Linked DNA regions of Mus musculus: region 1 is linked to region 2. A link is a contact called in public promoter capture Hi-C data. All regions are on one chromosome and are shown on one strand. Each heading gives the region's core, a stretch centred on a gene start, on an enhancer-like site or on the middle of the called end of the contact. The rest is flanking DNA. Distances are from core to core; before and after follow the strand shown.

Region 1 (3,485 bases), core at 912-3,411, 500 kb after region 2:
ACTAAGTCATCTCTCTAGTCAGTACAGCAATCTTAAAATGTAGATGAGAGAAAATTACCTCATTTTTTTTGAATCTACAAGGAACTGCATTGCTAGAATGCAATAGTTTTAGTGCCTTGCTAGTTGGAGTGTCGTAGCAAGAGGAATTAATAATCTGAGACATAAACTCACACCTACCGAATTAGCATCTGCTGACTCTCACCAACGTGAAAGTCATAATGACATTAAAACTCAAGCAACTGTTTTATTCCATAGTATTAAGAAAGGACACAGTCCTTAACACACTTGAGAAAAAGTCAGCAAAGCTCTGAGCATGCCACTAGAAGAAGAGACATCCTCGTTCCTTCACAGCAGGCTGTTACTCCTTAAGATGTTTTCATAGTTCTAAACTTAAAGAGGGACAACTTTTCAAAAGATTGTCTCATATAAACCCCAAATATACTTGTGTGGCTTCTAAAATATTTGTATTTTATATTTGAGAATTTTATAGAACATGTGATATTCATCTCCCTCTTGAGGTCCACCACCCATAGTCAACTTACTTCCTCTCAACTTCATGCCCTCCCTTTTAAAATAATCCACTGAGCCCAATTTGTGCTAACCATATACTCCTGCCCCTAGGTATGAGGCTATCCACAGAAATTTGATCAACCAATCAGGGGACACACCCTTTAAAATGTCTATTCCTCCTCCAGAAGTAGGTGGGTGCTCATGATCCCCTCCCCATACCATGTTAGAATGCTGACTGGCTTGATCTTGTGCAGGTCTTATGCGGTAGTGTGAGTTCATGGGTAAAGCAGGCTTTATGAGTGAAGTAGACTTGTTCAGAAAACACCGGTTCACTCTTGTCTACCCTCTGGTTCTCATCATCTTTCCTCTTCCTCTCCCTCAATAGTCTTTGGGATTTGAAGGAAATGATGTAGATATTCCATTTGTGGCTGACACTCTGTGCAACATCTTTGTAAGACTGTTTCATTTCCTAAGTGATAATACTCTAGATAGTCATAAAATTTGTCAAATATCGTCACGCCCAAGTTCTCCACTAAATAACAACAGCAGCAATGATAATGTACAAATTCTGTATCTGCATTTTCTCAAATATTAACGACTGAAGAGTTCATAAGATGAGCAATTAAGTTCGTAGGGAATCTACAGGTGCGTGCCAAGGATAGGTTCTGGGAATCGTGACAAAACATGATGGCTGTTAATAATACTAAAGGTGAGTGTGGAGGAACCTCTCGAGGAGAGGTGAGAGGGCCGGTGGCTGTGTTGCTTTAACGTGTTCTGCTTTGCTTCCAGTGAGGTCTGTTTACAATGTGAATATTCAACCACGTTTTAGAAAACCTGCACCGCATCTACCTAATGGTTTTGTCACAATGGTAGTTCAGTATCTTCTTGCAGGAAAGAGGTCAGCTTCAGCGTTTCAGCACTGCGGACAGCTCCAGGGCGTCTGCGGGAAGGGGTGGGGTGGAGTAAAGGGGGCGTGGGTAGTGGAAATGAACACCAAAAGACTAAGTGACGCATCAGTATTCGGTTAAACCAGTGCACTTTTCACACCGTTTTTTTCCTTTGTCTGATCAAAGGAAACATAAAAATCTAGTGCCTTCTAACAACCCGGGACTGCTGTTTCCACTCACAGCGAAATGCCTTCGGCACAGCTGGGGACATAACAGAGACAAGGATTTTCGCAATGAATTAATTAAATCCTCACTACCCCAAGATGCACAAATAGTGACGAACCCCGATTGCTAAGCTTCAGGATGCGATGTGAGTGAAAACGAGCCCTGGTCTCTGCTTTTTCTGACGGACCTGAAAACCAGACCCTGTTGCTGCTGTTAGTCCCTTCCCTATCTCACGTCCCACCTCGTTGCTTTCACATCTACATACTCGCAAATATTTACACATTGTCACATCGGAGAAAGGCACACATGCACACACATTTTCCTGCAAACACTCGCGCACGGGTCCTTCCGCGGCTGCCCGTGTCCTGTCTCTCACCCAGACACAGACATTATTTACACACGTAGGCCAGGAAAGCGCTACCCACGGTCCTGTGACTCCACGCAGGTCCTCAGAACACGCCGTTTACACGAACCGAGATCGGCGAGCACAGACAAACCTGCCAACAAGTCTACTGGCTGGAATTCATCTCCATGGCAACAAACATGGAAGGTGAGCCCATCCATCCCTGCTGCCTGCGAAGTAACTTTCTCCCCCTTCCTCAGCATTCACCAACAGGGTTCCAGCGCCAGTCCCCAGGAGAAGGTGTCCTTTTTCTCTTGGATTTTAGAAACAGGAGAGCCGAGTGGGGGGCAGGGAGAGCTTGTAGGTTTGGTGAGCTCAAATTCTAAAAAGAAACGAATGCCTCTGCAGCTGCTGATGCTGTCAAGAAAGAAAAAAGAAAGAAAGAAAACGTGTTGTGTGTATACAGATTGCTGATGTTTCTCCCATAGTGTCTTGTAGGAAGTTTCCATGCTTCCTGCAGTTTAATATGTAGAAGGCAACTGGCGACAACGCAAGGTAGAACACTAGCAATGGTCTAGGCTTCTTTAGTGAGACATGTTGAGAATTTTCAGATCGACCAGTGCTTTGGAAGGAATGGGTGTCTGAGGAGCCAGCCAGTTGTTCTCTTAAGGAAAATCTCTCAAGGTTGACGTCTCCAGAGCTTTGGGGTAGATTCTTGAAGATCCGAGGTTTTGGAACTCTAGGAAACCAAAATGCATGCACTTCAGCATGATGAAGACATCTGGGTTTGTAATTTAAGGTTTTCTTTTGATTCCAACACATCCATTCCTAAATGATAGCTGTGTACAGATGTGGCCTCAGTAGTGCTTTCTGCTATTGCTTATTTAAACAGGATTTAGCAACCTTTATATTTGATGAAGGGTCTGTTGTTTTTGTACAGAAGAGCTTGTGATTTTTTTTTAAGCTTGAGTTTGCATGTCTTGTTTCATAAAATTACAAGTATCCTCTCATTAGAGTGCAATCATCTTGCACTCCAAGTATAACTATTTCAGATTTAATGTTTATGATGTTATTGCTAGATAAATAAACAAGAAGGAAAACCTGTTGATTAAAATAAAGACATGGGAGGTTCTTAGGAGGTGCCTACACTTTACCATTAGCTTCTGCAACTGCATGCTAATCTGTGGCAATTAAATAACCGTTTTTTGAAAAATGAATTTGATAGCTCCTAATCAGTAAATAATTCACAGTAAAAAATTTACCTACCACATTTACTCATGAACACGAAAGGTTACATAGCAGGTATAAAAATACTCTCTTTAGTCAGTTACTGGCAATAATATGATGTAAACAACTGAGCACAGAGGACGTTGTTGTTGTTGTTGTCAGTTATTTGTTGCTAACTACAAAGTGACTCCATGACATAGGGCCCTTTGATATCTACAGGTACTGCCATGGGCCAATGCTATGACTCATCAGGACTTAGAGAGCCCTGTATCTGACGTTTGCTATGAAAGAAA
Region 2 (3,444 bases), core at 726-3,225:
GCATAGCTGCAGGCTCTAAAGATAAGCAGAGAATAGCCCAGACAAGACTTCTGTCCTCGTGCCTCTGACATGAAGTTTGCTAGGGTTACTGTGTGTGCCTAAAGGGGTCTAAAAGCCAGAGTAGATAAGAAATATTTATTTCCTTTAAGTGTAAAATGCTACGAGGGTGAAATATTGCTCAGTCCCTGGACTAGGCTGGATACCACTGGAGAGTTGGGCCTGCTGCTCCCTCCTACAAGCCCGGAATGACTTGTCAACTTTATCAGTTGGGTATAGGGAAGGGCATGGGGGCCTGGCTGGAGCTCCTGAGTGTGTATGAACTGAGCTCTGTACTATGCATTATCCTTAATTACAAAATAAAGTGGTACCCTGTGGGAGGCCTTCTGCCTCTCACCCCTGGGGCCAGGGAAGCTTGAGGTGACTTCTAAAGTCCATGTGTCCCATGGCCACCTGGTTGTAAGGGAACAAATGTGTCCTTTGCTGTCCATCTGGGACCCCATCAGAGTGTCAGGCCCACATTCTTAAGTCCCAGTGGAGACTCATTTGCCCTGCAAATCCCATTTGTGGTTTGGCTTAGAAGATCATGGGCAGAGATTTCGGAGCAGAGCCCTGCTGTCTCCGGGTTGAGAGCAAGCCCATGCACTTTGTATCCTAGGCAACGCTGATGCTATGGCAGAAATTTAGAAGGATGAATTGGAAATCATTTGGTTAAAGAGCCCTTTTCAACCCAGGCACCAAATCCACAAACATAAAACCTGATGATTTAGGAACAGCCCTGGAACTCATCTGGATGCTAGCTCCAGCTCCAGCTCCAGCTCCAGCTCCGGCTGATGAGGAAACAGAAGCTGGAGGAGGGGCTTTGCCTTCTGATGGCCTCTTGGCTCCTTCAAAGCCTTTAAGGGTTTAAAAGGAAAACCCAGATTTTTTTTCTAGCCTCCTCTTACCTCCAGGTGTGTTTGATAATGAAGGTAAGATTAGCAACCCCTGGGGTGATTCATAGAGGGAGGAAGAATAAGTGTAGATAAGGGTTTACATGTTTGAAGCATGGTTATCTCCAGCTTTAGAGCCCCATACCCTTCCTCAAGGTTGTGGCTTTAGCTTTAAACAGGCTTCCTGATACTCTCCCTGAATAATAACAATTACAGTGTTCCCCTGTGCCAGGAACTTCGATAAGCTCTTTAGAGGGCCAGTCCTATCCTCCTGGTAATCCTATGAGGTGGCTACTCCTATCTTACCCCATTTACAGGGTAACAGAAGTGCAAAGGGGTTAATTAGCTTGCCCAAGGTAGCTTGGTAAATAGTAGAGCTAGACTCCTCAGCAGCCCAGCTAGAACCTGAGTTCATCAGTCTGTAGGACCTGTGTTCATTGGCCTATAGAATCCATGTTCATTGGCCTACATTTCACTGTTCAGTAATGGGTGGAGTAAGCCAAAAAAAAAAAAAAAAAAAAAAACAGAAAAGTCAAACTCTGCTAACACCTTTGTCCTGCATTTACTTAGTCAAAATTAACAGCTGAGACCCTGAAAACTTGTGTGGATTTACCTAGACTCCAGTTCTGCCTCTCTGGCTCCAGAGGTCCCCAAAGTCCATCGTCAGAGAGTTGCAGGTGAGGTGTGGCCCATATCTGTGTGGTCCCTCTCAGAAATTCTGCCAGCCATGGAATCCACCTGGTTCCCATTCTTGATTACGGGTTCATTTTTGGTGCTGGACTGGTGAGCTGAGCCTAACTCTTCAGGAATTTCCATCCATACAATAAAAAATTGTCTGTCAAAATAAGTTAATGGGTTTTTCTTTTTTTGGTGGGGTGGGGGGCAAGAAAGAAAGAAAAGCAAGCAAACTAATAACTCCCTGGAAGTGACAACAGTAGCAGAGTCCAGCTCCCTATCTGTCTGCTTGTGAATCAAGTCAGATCTGCTTGTGGATGCTGGTGACTCATGCTAAGGATCCTTTAGGTCTGTCGGGGTAAACATCCCCTCCTGTCATAGGAACTTGCTTGTATGCATATGCGCATGTCTCTGTGTGCATACAGAAGGCAGATACAAGGTGGCTGATCACTGGGTGAGTAGGACCTACTGTTCTTGGCTTTCCATGCTGCTTCCTTTGATTTTTAAATAGCACTTTTCTTTCTCTGAGTTGTTAGAAATGTAACCCTTCCTCAACAACTTCAAATCAGGACAGCATCTGAAGCCCTCTCTAAGCGGATTGCTCAGCCCTGTGCCTGCGCGTGAAGGCAATGGCTCCTCCCAGCAGTGAGGCAGTGAGGTGCTGTTGCTCTCCAAGTGCTGTGCTGAGCAGAGATCACTGCACCCGTGCACCAGCTTCAGCAGTTTTGCTTCCCAAGTCCCTTAACTTCCTGCTCATTTCTTTCCTTGCCAGATAGAAATAATAGCAGTAGACCTCCTTAGTTTCCCCATGCCTGGGTAATATTCATGCTCTCTGAAAAGGCACCTTGAATAATATTAAAAGCTAAAGCTACAGAGGGATTGCACCTGACAAATCCGTAGAATAGGAGCACACATTCCTGACTTCTGTCATCCAGACCCCGTGGGCAGAACGAGGCACACACCCAGACCCCATTATCCCAAGCAGAATGTCACACACAGGCCATATGGCAGCCACAGCAGGTCATCTGGTGGAGTAAGCTGGTGTTCCAAAGACAAGCTGAGGCCTTTGGCATCCTGTCGTCCCAGGAGCCTGGGTTCTGCTTTTGTCTAGAGCAGTTACTTTTTCTAGAGGCTAAAGAGAGGGAGCAGCCTGGCTGGCACCTGGCGTGGAGAGCAGATAATGATGGATGGATGACCTTCCTGCCTATGTCCCTCCTAACTAGTTAGCCTTGAAGACCATTGTGTCCTCTGGGTAAAAATAACAGCAACCAAAAAGGCAGTTACCCAGTTATTCATTCAGTCACCAAAGTCCCCTGCTGTGTGTTCTTTCTTTCCTTCCTTCCTTTGCTCCTTCCTTCCTCCCTCCCTCCCTCCCTCCCTCCCTCCCTCCCTCCCTCCCTCCCTTCTTTTCCTCCCTTCCTTCCTTCCTTCCTTCCTTCCTTCCTTCCTCCCTCCCTCCCTCCCTCCCTCCCTCCTTTCCTTCCTTCCTTTGCGCCTCCCTTCCTTCCTCCCTTCCTCCCTCCCTCCCTTCTTTTCCTCCCTTCCTTCCTTCCTTCCTTCCTTCCTTCCTCCCTCCCTCCCTCCCTCCCTCCCTCCTTTCCTTCCTTCCTTCCTTCCTTCCTTCCTTCCCTCCTTTCTTCCTTCCTCCTTTTCTTTCTTTCTTTCTTTCTTTCTTTCTTTCTTTCTTTCTCTCTTTCTTCCTTTCATGATCATTGCAAAGGTTCTTGTTTATAGTCTCAAAGATCTGGTCCTCATCTTGATCTCTCAAGATGATTTATCGTTTGCCCTGGATAGCACATTCTTTCTGCTAAGATCTCGGTCTCATCTCCCCATCAGTTGC

Evidence for each region. Promoter capture Hi-C pulls out the DNA fragments that hold promoters and counts their contacts.
Region 1: a contact with region 2 is called in a promoter capture Hi-C map of hippocampal neurons, with 2.5 times the contacts expected there. The contact joins the promoter of Ctxn2 here to the enhancer-like site in region 2. A contact is called at or near these places in 13 of 39 promoter capture datasets (the 3T3-L1 cell line, 3T3-L1-derived adipocytes, the C10 cell line and 9 more) and 3 of 115 datasets of contacts at active chromatin or transcription factors (the 230-238 cell line, cardiomyocytes and neural tube).

The regions. Positions count from the first base shown.
Region 1 is chr2:125,134,531-125,138,015 of GRCm38.p6, forward strand. Ctxn2 (cortexin 2) reads left to right here and starts at 2,162. Exons shown (of 2, transcript NM_001162934.1): 1 at 2,162-2,750.
Region 2 is chr2:124,638,731-124,642,174 of GRCm38.p6, forward strand. It overlaps a transcript of Sema6d not described here. Among named protein-coding and RNA genes, the nearest start is that of Sema6d, 13 kb to the right of the region's middle. Within about 2 kb of position 1,976, at least 40 of the 459 cell types and tissues checked have an H3K27ac peak or open chromatin away from gene starts, as enhancers often do. A contact at or near this core is called in epiblast stem cells and hippocampal neurons, where this site is marked.